2 separate regions of the Mus musculus genome follow, and region 2 is linked to region 1. The links are chromatin contacts, called in public HiChIP or PLAC-seq maps. All regions are on one chromosome and are shown on one strand. Each heading gives the region's core, a stretch centred on a gene start, on an enhancer-like site or on the middle of the called end of the contact. The rest is flanking DNA. Distances are from core to core; before and after follow the strand shown.

Region 1 (6,280 bases), core at 472-2,971:
AGGGGGCTGGATGGAGTCTGGGTCTTTCTGTTCCCTGCTTGTGTAGTAAGCTCTCTGGAGATGGGAGAGCTGGCCTGTTGCCTGGAGTGAGGGGAGTGGGGCGCAATGCTCTGGAGGTCTGTGCATGAGGTCAGCCACACAAGCTGATCTGGGTGATGCTACCTGCCGGCATGGCTTCGTTTTTCAATATCCTCTTAGGTTTCCCCGAAGACCAAAGGCAAATTAGGGTGTCCCTGCCGGCTGTGGGGCATCATGGTCCCCTTATTTGAGGCTGAACCAGGTACAAACCCAAGCCTCTGATATGGGGGGGGGGTAATGGGTGGGATACAGGCATCTATGTCCACTCATCCTGTCTCTCTGTGTGCTGCACGCAGGTCAGTAAACTTCTCTAAGCCTCATTGTAGGCGTGGGAAAGATGGCCTAGTGACTAAGGGTGCACTCATAGTGTTTCTCCAAAGGACCCAGGTTTGGTTCCTAGCACCCACATCGTGCAACTCACAAACACTTTAACTCCATGTCCAGGGACTTCCAGTGCCTTCTGGCATCAGCAGGCACCACATGTGTGTAGTGGACATAAACTCACACATCACACACACACATACATAAATAAAATAAAAATAAATGAATTTTTTAGAAATCCAGAGAAATAAGACCCTGAGGTACTGAATGTCTTGTCCTAGCTAGGATTAAGGCCACCGCATGGAGTAACATACAGAAGGTGCTCAGAGAGCAATGGTTGTGTGAGTGTGGGGATGAGAGCAGACTCAGGAAAGAGGCCATTTGGGGAATTTTAGCTTATTGAAGTTATGTAGACCCCACTTCTGACCCCAGTCCAGCAAAAGTGGGGGTGTTTGAAAACCAGCTGTTGCTTGGTTACAGGCTTTGTGCCTCTTCAGCCTGTGTGAGCTCCTGGCCTGACGCTAGCGAGCAGTACTGAGTTAGCAATACTAGGTCATCAGTACTGGGTTGGTAGTACCAAGTCAGTGATACTACATGCTGACCTATTACCATGGCCACAGTGAGGAGGGGTCTCAAAGTCTATCTGCTTCAACTCCCCCTGGCTCCTGGAAGCTTGGCTCTCCATATTCTGCTGGGATGACCTCAGGCCTCAGTCTTCCTTCTGTAAAATAGAGCTGTCAGGTCCCTTCTAGTGCTGTAGGGTTGTGAGCTGGCATCCTTTAATGGAGACAGCATTGACTCAGTCTCAGAGGGCTGTGCTGAAGCCCTAGGTTTTGCTTGTCTGCCTCTACTTGAGCCACTTGAGTCTTCCCTTGCACACCTCTTGGAAGAGTGGTTCTCAACCTTCCTAATGATGCAACCCTTTAATACAGTTCCTCATGCCGTGGGGACCCCCAACCATAAGGTTCTTTCATGGCTACTTCATAACTGTAAGTTTAATGTTATGAGTTGTTATATAAATATTTGATATGCAGGATATCTGATGTGCAGCCCCCACAAAGGGGCTGAGAACTACTGTCTTGGAGGTCATGGGCCTTTGTCCTGGACCTGGGCTGGGTATGCCATGATGTCCCCTCCGTGTTTCACAGGGTCACAGGACTCTGGGTCAGACAGGTACTATCTGTGCATGCCTTGGGAGCACAGTTACCTGGTTTCTGTCCCCAGAGACAGAACCTGAGGCACCAGGAAAGGAAATGACTCAGGGCTATGGTAGCTGCCAAGGGTTCTCACCTCCCAGGGCTGCAGGCTTGCTCACCCAGTTCCTGGGCCCTGTCTCCATTGAGCCTCACCATAGAGCAGGCAGGCCCTGAGAATTGTTCTTTTTGGCGGTTTCCAGGGGTGTGGAAGTGTTGGTTGTGACACACACTTCAGGTAGTGCTGGTCCAAGTCGCCCTGACCCAGGGACTGTGTAGTTTCTCTTCCCAGGGCTCCTTTCCTACGTCCCTGCTGAGTAGCAGGCCACAAAGGCTTCGGTGTAAGCTTTAGAGTGTCACTGTCCTGCGTGGCAGAGGGATGTGTAGGGTAGAAGGAGCTTTCTCTTTTTTTCTGGGAAAAATTAGGTCCATGTAGTTGGATTTCATCCTTCTAAATAAATGTCTGCTTGTGCAGTAAATGTTTATGTGTGCCACTCTATCCCAGCCCCTGAGCCAGGAGACAACTGAGAGGAAACCCAGTGTGTGTGTGTGTGTGTGTGTGTGTGTGTGTGTGTGTGTGTGTGGAGTGTAGGCTTCTGGGAGTGGTGGGTGTCCACAGGGAGGGGCCTTGGAAAGCTCCCTGGAGGTATGCCCGAGAGGCAGTCGGGGATTGACGCCAGGTTCCCACCTCTCTCTCTTGGCTGCTTGGCTCACTCTCTCCTGAGGCGTACTCAGAAGGGGCCGGCTTTCCTGAGACAGGCCATTGTCTTGGAGGTGGCCCTGATGCCACTCAGGCACTTTCAGAGCCATAGCATCCCAGCCCCATTGAAAGGTTGTCTAAGCCATGTCGGTGATATCACAAGAAGTATGGTGCGTCGGCCGTGGGCCGAGTTAAAAGCCGTAGAGCGACATGGTCCCAAGTGGAGCGTGTGATTAGGGAGACAGAGCTGATGCGGATCCAGGCAGAACCAGGCTTCCACGGCGTTGGCGCCAATCGGGCTTTATAGGCAGGCAGTGGCAGGGAACACACAGCACTTGCCAGCTTGGGTGATAAGGCTCTGGTGCTGGACTGGCACGCTGGGCTGTGTGCCTCAGCTGTGAGTGGGGACAGGGGAGGAGAACAGAACTGCTGCAGATCCACCCCCTCTTGCTGCCCTGGGTGCCCCGACCCACACTGAATCCAAGCTGCAGGGCTGCCTGGAGGGTCTGTAAGTTAAAGACTTTCATGTGACCCTAACACACCTACCAGGCCAGGAGGGTGTGATTTGACTTGGCGGAGTGCTGCCTGCTCAGCTAGAAACCTGCAGCTGAGCACCTGGCATTGCTTCTAGGCGCACGGCTAAGTAAATAGTCCAAGAAGGGGCATTCTGGGTATGAGGGGAGCAGGGTGGCTTTTCTGCAAGGGAACTACAAGCCAGGGAAAGCTTCCCAGAGAAGGTGACTTTCTTGAGAGAGGTATGGATGTGTAGGCATTCACAGGAATGTGAGAGAGCTCTGTGTAGCGGAGTGGGGCCAGACGGGCGCAGTGGTTCCATTCTGTGCATGGAGGATGGTGGGGCTTGGGCAGGTGGAGCATCTTAGCGCCAGGTGATGGAGGCCAGCTGTTCTAACTGCTCCAGCTGTTTCCCAAGACACCCGCACCCTCCCGGGAAGCTAAGGCAGCGCCTTCAGCTTCAGTCCACTTAGCAACTGGAGCAGTGAGGATGCCTGGTAGGTGCATTAGGGTGGCCCTCATGCCTCCTCCCTCCAACCCCTCCCATGTTCCTCTCCATCTCCCTCATATTCATGGTCTCCTTTTCATTATAATTACACACACACACGTATAAATACTACCTTCTGAGCCTGTTTAGTGTTCCTTGTGTGTATATGATTTCAGGGCTGACCACTTGGTATTGGATAACCAGTTCTGGGGCTCATCCCTGGGAAAGACTAGTTCTCCCATTTTTAGCAGTCCTGATTTGCCTGCAGTTGTCTAAGACGGGGCCACATGAGATCCCCCTTCCATGTTAGCGTGTTCATTGGCATTGCCATTATTCGGGCCTTGTTTAGGCTGCTACATTGTTGAGATCTAATGGGTGTAGCTTCCCGATCATTTGAAGGAGGCAACTATTCACAACAGACTTCCTCATCCGCTGGCTCTTACAGTCTCCACTCTTTCTTCTTCTGTGTTCTCTGAGGCTCAGGTGCCAGAGTTGTGTTGCAGATGTATGTATTGGGGCTGGGCATCCATGATCAGTCCATCTCTGTATTTTGCCCCGTTGTGGTTCTCTCTCATTTTCTCTCTGCTGCAGAGAGAAGCTTCTTTGCCGGTGGGGTGTGTGTGTGTGTGTGTGTGTGTGAGGGCTACACTTCTCTGTGGGTGTAATATTTAGACCATCGTTAGGAATTATACTGGTCTAGTGAAGAGGCAGCCATGGGTCCTCTTTTTAGATTCCATGACGTCACTAGCCCCGATAGTCGGTTAGGTTTCTAGTAGCAGGCATGATTTTCCCTCCTGAGCAGGCCGTGAGTCCACTTAGACGGCTGTTGGTTACCACCAAGCTGTGAAGGCCACTGTTGCACCTTTAGGGGTGCTGATCGGTGTTGTGGTTCATAGACATCATGGCCAGGTAGGACTGTTCGTTGCTTCCCTCCCTTGGCAACTTGCATAGCACTTGCTGGTTCTCTGAAAGCTAGTCCTTGGGGAGGAGGCTGGTCATTCTTCCTGTTGATGCAAAGGGTCCCCTTTCCAGGAGCATTAGCCAGGCCATCACTGGGTCTGTTCTCATTATGCAAGGTACCCAGGTCCCTTTCCAGATATGGCTTCATATGACCCAGCCAGCTCAGCGGGGCTCTGCAGGATAGGTTTTGCGCCTGGACATTTTTCTTCTGGTTAAAAGTATTTTGAGAGCTCATTACCGTGTCGACTCCACACGTAGTGAGCCCGTTGTCCTTCAGAGTCTTCTACTTGTTAGAAATATCTACAGCTGTAAAGAAAGGTTCGTGTAGTTTTAAACAATTCTCCGCTGGCGGCTGTCTAGCAATTCTGCAGTGACTAACTCAGAATGAGAAGCATTCTCTCACACGTTCCCCTCACAGAGATGACAGCAGCTTCCCCTGCGTCTGCTCCCTTTGGACACTGCCCACATTGCGTGCTTTATAGAGAGCTTGAGTCATTTGTAGACCTTGCTGGCCAGGTGATGTGTTGGGTGCCGGAGAGCAAAGATGATCACAGCACCTTGGAAACAACACTTGGTAAAAGAGTATGTGAACATGACTACTAGACCAAGTCGGGTTAGTGTACTGGGAGCCCCATGGAGACAGGAGCTTGCTAGGAGGGCTCAGAGGCCAGCATAGAGTGTGGTGCCCAGCATGGATCCAGGGATGGATGTGATTGGGGCAGCAAGGGAATGCAGAAAAGACAAACATGTACATATGAACAGGAAGGCTGGGATTAGGGAGGACTGGGCTTTCTGATAGAGGACCTAGAGCCCCCTGCCTATCCTGTTTAATATGTACAGTGGAATAGGGATGGATGTGGGGTTGCTGCGTGCAGCTGAATGAGGTGGGACTAGTATATACATATACATGTGATATAAACAAGGAGGCATGCTTGTTATATACAACTGAACAAGGAAGCAGGTCTAGCTTATCTCATTAGGAGGAGCAATCTTCAGGGCTTCACTGTCTGGGGGAGAAAGCTATGGTGGATATTTTCTGCGTATACTATCTACATTCACACATGGGCTCCCCCACCCAAGGGAGACTTTGCCATCCCTCTGATCCTCACCCTAGGGAGAAAGTTTTGCCACTCCCTTGGGGCTGAGGCATCCGAGTAGTCGGTGTGGCTGTACCCATGGCAACAGCGCACAGCTCAGGATTTCCTTCACTCTCCCTTGCTCCCCACGGTGGAGAATTCGGACATCACTGTGGGGCTTGAAACTTTTTCCTGCCAGATTTAATTTAGCTGATGGCCTAGGATGAGCTGAAAGGTATCTTCCGTTTAGAAAATTCAGATACGGGACCCTATAATCTTTTATTAACTCTCTACTGGGTGTTGAAATCTGGGTGTCAGGAAGTGATGAGGGAGACCCTCCCTGGCTTTAAGTAACCAACAGCCCTCCTCTCAAGACAGCATGGATGTCTGAGATGATTACATCAAGAGGTTATTGGGCTTACAAGGGGGACATTGGGTGTAGGTTTGTGGAGTTTTACTCTGGGAGGTCACTGTCCCATCTGCAAACCTTATGCAGAAGAAACTATTGTCTGACTGACTGCCTCCTCATTGAAGAGGTGAGTTCAGACTGATTCCTGCTGGCTGAACCTTTAAAAAAAAAAGAGATTTACTTATTGTTTTGTGTGTATGTGTGTGTGCACCCACACTCATTTATGTGCACCACATGTGTACACTGAACCCTTTGGTCAGAACTGGTTTATCTCCGAATCTGAAGGTCTGGTCCAGAAATGGGATTCCTGTCTGTGCTGAGGCTGCTTGGCCACTTCTATCTTAGGGCTGAGTCATTCGGTTAACAAATCAGACCAGTAATCTCCACATGTTGTCATGGAGCCTGTACAACATCAAGTGTCTGCCACAAATCAGACCAAATACTGTCAGCTGGCCCCACTGGGCCGAGAGCTGCCTGGTCATTGAGTCTTTGGTGGACAGACGGCTTCCTTCCCGAATCCATGCATGTGAAGTCTATTCTACT
Region 2 (6,393 bases), core at 2,389-4,888, 65 kb after region 1:
GTGAACAACCCTTGGACGGCTTCCAAACCAAACACAGTACAGCCTTTCCCTAATTTACATGGTAGTTCCAGGCCTGGAAATTTTAGTGTATGTTACAGCCATGAAAAAGGCGCTTTGTTTTCTGTGTAAAATGGACCTATGTTCTGGCTTCCACAACTGGGTCGCTTGTTTACAGATATTTTGAATACCTGGCATGATACTAAACAGTTAGATTAGGACTGACCCACCCTTGGCAGTAAGTTGGGCCTACCCCACTAAATGACAGTGGCCTCCAGATACTATGGCCATCAGAAATCCCCCCCCCCCCGCAGCCCCTGTGATTTCCATTGTGTCCCCTGGAGTGGCCCTCTCCCAACCCTGTTGTAATGCCTGGGCTAAGGGTGTAGCCTGGAGGACATGGAGGGAGAGCGAGGGAGCACCCCCTCTCCAATCACAGGGCTTCCTGGGGGAGGGCCCTCAGAGCTGGGTGGATTCGGATCTGGGGTGGAGCTAGGGGGATTTTTCAGATGCCAGAACTGTGCCTTGCCCTGCAGGCTTTCCCAGCCTTTGGACCAATCTGTGGAACAAGTAAACTTTTCCACAGGGCATAGAGTCCTGAGCCTCTCTGAAGGCCCTGGAACCCTTCCCACATCTTCCTACCAGGCCACATCTCTGCATGGTGGTGCTTCCTGGGGGTGGGGATGGCCTCCTTCACTGGGTGGTGGTAGGGGCTCCTCTCTCCTTGGATAAAGATGCTATAATGGAAAGCATAGCATGTGTTTACTGTTCCTAAGGAATGACGTGGTGGAAGAGGGGTGGCTCAATGACACTGGACCTTATCAAGGGAGTGTCTTAAAAACAAAACAAAAAACAAAACAAAAAAAAAACAGTTCAAGTGTGGTTTCTGCCAAATGTGCTTGCTTTCCCTCTTCCCTGCCATCCTGATTTCAGATTCTGCCAGGGACTGGGATGTTTTTACAGTTACTGATCCTTCTAAGATGGGAAGGAACCACCATCTTCATCCCTACTTTCGAGTTGTCTGGAGCTGGGTACCCTGAACCTCCCCTGCTGCCAGCCCATCTTCCTTCTTGGGTTTTATGTATTTTCTAGCAGTTGGAAGAAACATTACAGCGTTGAGAGAGGAAACATGAGCATAGGAGTTGACTAATGAGCTTGTTTCCAAGGAAGCTGAATTGTGAGGTTGTAAATGGATACTTGTGGCTCGGGACTTGTGTCCATCCTCAAGTTGTCTAGAACCCAACAGCCGTTCCCTCTGGGTGTCTGGCCACCCCATTACTGTCCAACAGCCGTTCCCTCTGGGTGTCTGACCACCCCATTACTGTCCAACAGCCATTTCCTCTGGGTGTCTGACCACCCCATTACTGTCCGACAGCTGTTCCCTCTGGGTGTCTGACCACCCCATTACTGTCTGTGCTTTCTGAGCTTCCATAAAAACAAGTGACTTTTGGTGACCGTTACTGTCCTCCCTGTGTGATGTGGGCCAGGCAGGACGCCTGTGGAGTTCCAGAGCCTCCGAGAAAGTGCAGGGTGGGAAAGGAGAGCTTGGAGCCTGGGCTCTAAGAGTTATCATGGGCTCTCAGGCCCATCTTAATGGAGGCACTGAGCTCTGTGGACCTGAGGCATCACGGGGTGAGTGGAACAGAAGTGGTAGCCAGACACATAGAGAGCTCAGCTTTCAGTTTTGGAACCGTGGAAGCCGAGAGTGTTAAGAAATGTCAGGATTTATTCACTGGGCTACCTTTCCCGACATGTTTTCTTTCCTTGGGTCCCTGACACTCCAGAGCCTCCACTGCCACCGAGGGGCACTTAGCATCTTTTCTGACTGAGCTGGTCAGTGCCCCTGTAACAGGGACAGAGGGGTTCCCTGAGGAAGAAGAGTCTCTGGCCCTGGGAAACCCTAGCAGTGAATCTAGACAAATGTTTCCATCTCCCTTTAGGCTGTGCTCTGGTATTCTTGTCTTTTGGTTGCTTGTGGAGGCCCAGAGCAGCAGGGAGGTCTGCACACGAGAAGCCTGGAGGATGGCCATTGAGAAGCCTGACGGCAGGAATTTAGCTCAAGCCCATTTTTGATGTAGCCTCGAAGATTGTTTATTCATTTCAAAAGCAGTATGCAGTGTTTTAATATGTGCCATGCAGAGATTGTAACCTGTTAGAATTTATACACTGTAAAATTTACCTATGCTTGTGGACAGTTTTATGAGATGGGGCAGTGGTTAGCGCCATGGTTCTCAACCTGTGGGTCGTGACCAACTGGGGTCAAACAATCCTTTCACAGGGGTCACATATCAGATATCCTGCATAGTAGATATTTACACTACAGTTTATCACAGTAGCAAACTTACAGTTATGAAGTAGCAATGAAATAATTTTATGGCTGGGGTCACCATGACATGAGCAACTGTATTAAAGGGTCACAGCACCGGGAAGGTTGAGAACCACTGGTCTAGAGTCACATTGCCTGTTTCCTCTGTCCTGAAAGGGAGCAGAGAAAGATAGAAGCCCTCAGTGCTAAAACCAAACCTCATCTGAAATCTTCCCCATGCGGAGCCAGACTGAACCCCGTGGCCCATCCTATCTGCCATTGCCTACTCAGGATCCATGGCTTCCTGCCAGGACACACTGTCATCACCACCCACGGAGTCCTGCAGGACAGTCCCAGCCTCTTCTGTGACCTTACCACAACCTTCTCCCTGTTGCTTGCTGGGCTTTTCTTCCTGAGCCTTCTGAGGTCACTGGTCTCAGGGCCTTTGCTTACTGTCAGTGCTTGTCCTGAGGTGGCACGTGGCTTCTGCCTTCCTTCTCCTCAGGCCCCTGCTCAGTCAGCCCTTCCCTGACTCTGTCTGGCCTGCTTCTCACTCTCTAGCTTCTTGCCTTTGTTTGAACTCATAACCTGTAGTATCTACCTGATATCACAGGGTTAATCTGTTTCTTTATCTTTGATATTATCTTCTCTTCTACCAGAACGCAAGCACCAGGAGAGCAGAGATTTTTACTTTTTGTTCAGCACATCTGTGGTGCCCAGGGCAGAGGGAAACTGTGTTTCTGGTGTCTCACCCTGGCACACAGTTAGGTATTCAATGCATGTGTGTTAAAAACACATTAGTTGTTAGCATTTGATATAGCAACTCCTTTTCCATTTTTTAAACCATCAAGCCTTTTATTTTTATTTTTTAAATACGTGGAATTTCAAATCCTGCCCTTTTCTGGTGTTTGTTTTTGTGGCATTATGGATTGAGCTTGGAGTCCTGAGTGTTCTAAGCTCTACCACCAAGCTGTATTCCTGTTGGCCTTCTCATTGGATGTAATTCTTAAAAATGTTTTCTTTTGTGATGAAGATTTTTTTCATAAATCCAGAAAAAAATATGCTCTAACGCCCTGTGATGAGGCGGACTCTTCTACTTTGTGTTTGCGACTGGCAGTTGCTTATCCTGTGTCCAGCTCCTCCAAGTAGATGGTGAGGATCCCCTCTCTCACAGAGACTGGGCTGGCAGAGGGGATGGGAACCAACTCCCTCATGACCTGCCTGATGGTCTTAGTTCCTTGTCAGATACATACTTTGTGGCTTACAGACCATTCAGTAAGTGACTCACATGAGCTGGGAAGAGAAACTTGCAGAATATTATTCACAGACTACATTTTTGAGCAACTGAAACTTTTGAGTCATGCTTGCTGCGTCATGGTGGCTGTGTTGTGCTGGTGTCTCACTGTGCCACGTCTGATGCCTGTCAAATTTCTGTTTATGTTCTGTAGTTGGCTTACTCATTGGACGCACAAAAAGCCTCCTGTTCTTTTCTGTTATCGGTGTCTCTCAACTCTTAAGCTAACAGATTTTTATTTTGGGGTGGAGAGGAAGTTGGGAGGGAGGTGAGTGTGGGCACGTATGTGGCACTGTGTGTGTACAGAGGTCACAGAGTCTCAGGAGTATATCCTCTCCTGCCGTGATGTTAGGGATCGAATGCAGATTGTCAGGCGTACACAGCAAACACTTGGCCCACCAAGCCTCTTCTCTTCTCTTCTCTTCTCTTCTCTTCTCTTCTCTTCTCTTCTCTTCTCTTCTCTTCTCTTCTCTTCTCTTCTCTTCTCTTCTCTTCTTTTCTTTCTTCTTCTTCTTCTTCTTTTTTTTTTTTTTGGTTTTTCGAGACAGGGTTTCTCTGTGTAGCCCTGGCTGTCCTGGAACTCACTCTGTAGACCAGGCTGGCCTCAAACTCAGAAATTCACCTGCCTCTGCCTCTGCCTCCCAAGTGCTGGGATTAAAGGCGTGCGCCACCACGCCCGGCTTCTCCTTTTATTTCTAAATGGGAACACCAAGAGTCCTCTGCAGAGAAAACAGAGGTGTTACCGATGGCATAAAGTGATAGAGCCTTTTTGGAGGGCAGTTCGGATGGTAAGTAGGACCATGCTTAAAACTGTGCTTATCTTTGGACTCGGCAATTCCATATCCAGAAAATTATCCTAAGGCTTTAAATATGAATAAATATAAGATAGGTGATCATAGCCTGGTTGTTTCAGTTTTCTCTTTTCTAAACAACTTAAAATACAACTATAAGGAATGAAGTCTGGTGCAGCCAGGAAATAGGATACTGCACGGTTGTTACGATTACTTATTGGAAAAGTGTTTTCACATCTGGACTAAAACAAATTTGGCTTCTATCAGACTAAAGCGTCTGCCTTGGTCTGTTTTCTGTTGGACCATTCATTACCTGAGGATGGGTACTGATCCTGAGCGAGATCCGCCGACTCATGGGTTGGAGGCTGGGAGCTGATACTAAAGTGCCAGCCTCTGGCAGAGGTCTTTTTTACTGCTTCACGGCATGGTAGAAGGCAGGGCATAGCTGGAAGGTCAGTAGAGGGCAAGAGAGAGGAAGAGGGAGGCAGACTCCCACCACGACAAACCTACTCCTCGGGAGAAGGCATTGTCTGTTCATAAGATACGGCGTGAAGACAAACTCCTGTGAAATAAGTACCAGCTAGGAACAGAAACATTGGCTCATGGTGTCACACAACAGAAGTTAAATTTCAACATGGTGGGGTTTGGTAGGTAGGGTACATTTAATGCTTCAAGTCATTGAAGAGCTGACAAGCCAGCCAGGACTCCACATACACTGAGGTGACTGTGCCTGTGGCTGTCATAACTTCCTTTCAGGCATTTACCACTTGCCTAACTCAAGGGAGCTTTTTGCAGCCTTACTGTGCGTGTAGACTGGATTGGAGCTTAGGGCTACCAGGATAAGGCTGAGTTCCCAGGGAGACAGATGTGCTGGGATTGTACCCTGTCATTTCACGTTGTCTTTCCTGCCCGCTCACATTTGCTGGTGCAGAAATGGCACAGGCCAAGGAAGAAGAGTGGGAGCAGAGGCTGGCAGTCAGAGGCTGAGAAGCGAGGCGAACGTTCAGTGGCTTCAAGTTCTAGGAAGACAGATATTGAAATTCAGAGTCAAGAAGAAGGAGCCTGACATCCCCTGCCTTCAACAGGAGCCCCGAAGGGTGCTGCAAAGGATGAGTTGCAAACACAGCCACAGATATGCAGGGGTACAGGATTTGGGACCAGGAGTGGGGAAACCCAACACAGATTCAGAAGTGGTCCAGCTGCTCCCGTTGTTAGACACAGGAACATGGGGTAGAATAGTGGAGTTAAAGTAAGGGAGGGGGAATAGGAATGAGATGTGCCGTGTTGGGGGCGGGGCTGGATGGAGTTGAGAATCCTGTGCTCTTGCCCTGCCAAAGAAGTAGGAAAAGAACTAACCTGTTAGACAGTAATATGTCAAGGTAACTTAAAAAGAGAGGAAGTTGTGTATGATAAGCTAACAGGCAGAAAGTAGAATAATAAAAAAAGTCTAATATGAACAAAGTTGAGGATGAAGAAGGAAAAATACAGAATAGGTGAGACAAATAAATAGTAAGATTATAGATTTAATTCCAAACATATGGAAATTACATTAAATATAAGTGGTGTAAATGGACTAAATTTTCACATTAGAAAGGTTACCAGAGTGCATAAAAAGCTGATGTCATAGACTGTTGTATTAACAAGGTCTTTTTTGTTGTGACGGCTGTGAAATGCTATGGGATGTTATCTACCCACGCGTGCTGAACGTCGCTCAGCTGTTCTGCTTGGGGAGCCTGGTTTACTGATGTTTGTCCTCACACTGGCTCTCCCCTGAGACACGATGGCTTCTTGTTAAACAAGATGACTTCATCTAGTTCCCAGAGCTACCCACCGCATGCAGGAGAGCAGGGGACGCTCCCTCCTGGTCAGGAACTCGAGTCTCTCCAGGCTTCTGACCTAAACCAACTTGTTTATTGTCCGTGCTAACCCCAGGCTGAGAGGGCCAGGTCCTGCTGATTGGCACTGGCGTCAAGAGAACAGCAAGGGCAGGCTGGGTGCACAGCCAG

The links. HiChIP or PLAC-seq counts read pairs in DNA pulled down with a chosen protein or histone mark.
Region 2: a contact with region 1 is called in an H3K27ac HiChIP or PLAC-seq map of embryonic fibroblasts, with 7 times the contacts expected there. The contact joins two enhancer-like sites. A contact is called at or near these places in 6 of 484 Hi-C or Micro-C datasets (adipose-derived mesenchymal stem cells, embryonic fibroblasts, embryonic stem cells and 2 more) and 2 of 115 datasets of contacts at active chromatin or transcription factors (the NIH/3T3 cell line and embryonic fibroblasts).

The regions. Positions count from the first base shown.
Region 1 is chr4:107,487,045-107,493,324 of GRCm38.p6, forward strand. All of the region lies in intron 2 of Glis1 (GLIS family zinc finger 1), which reads left to right. Among named protein-coding and RNA genes, the nearest start is that of Gm46866, 55 kb to the left of the region's middle. Within about 2 kb of position 1,722, at least 28 of the 459 cell types and tissues checked have an H3K27ac peak or open chromatin away from gene starts, as enhancers often do. A contact at or near this core is called in the NIH/3T3 cell line and embryonic fibroblasts, where this site is marked.
Region 2 is chr4:107,550,278-107,556,670 of GRCm38.p6, forward strand. The region is part of intron 2 of Glis1 (GLIS family zinc finger 1); the gene reads left to right. Among named protein-coding and RNA genes, the nearest start is that of 4930552P06Rik, 44 kb to the right of the region's middle. Within about 2 kb of position 3,639, at least 55 of the 459 cell types and tissues checked have an H3K27ac peak or open chromatin away from gene starts, as enhancers often do. A contact at or near this core is called in the NIH/3T3 cell line and embryonic fibroblasts, where this site is marked.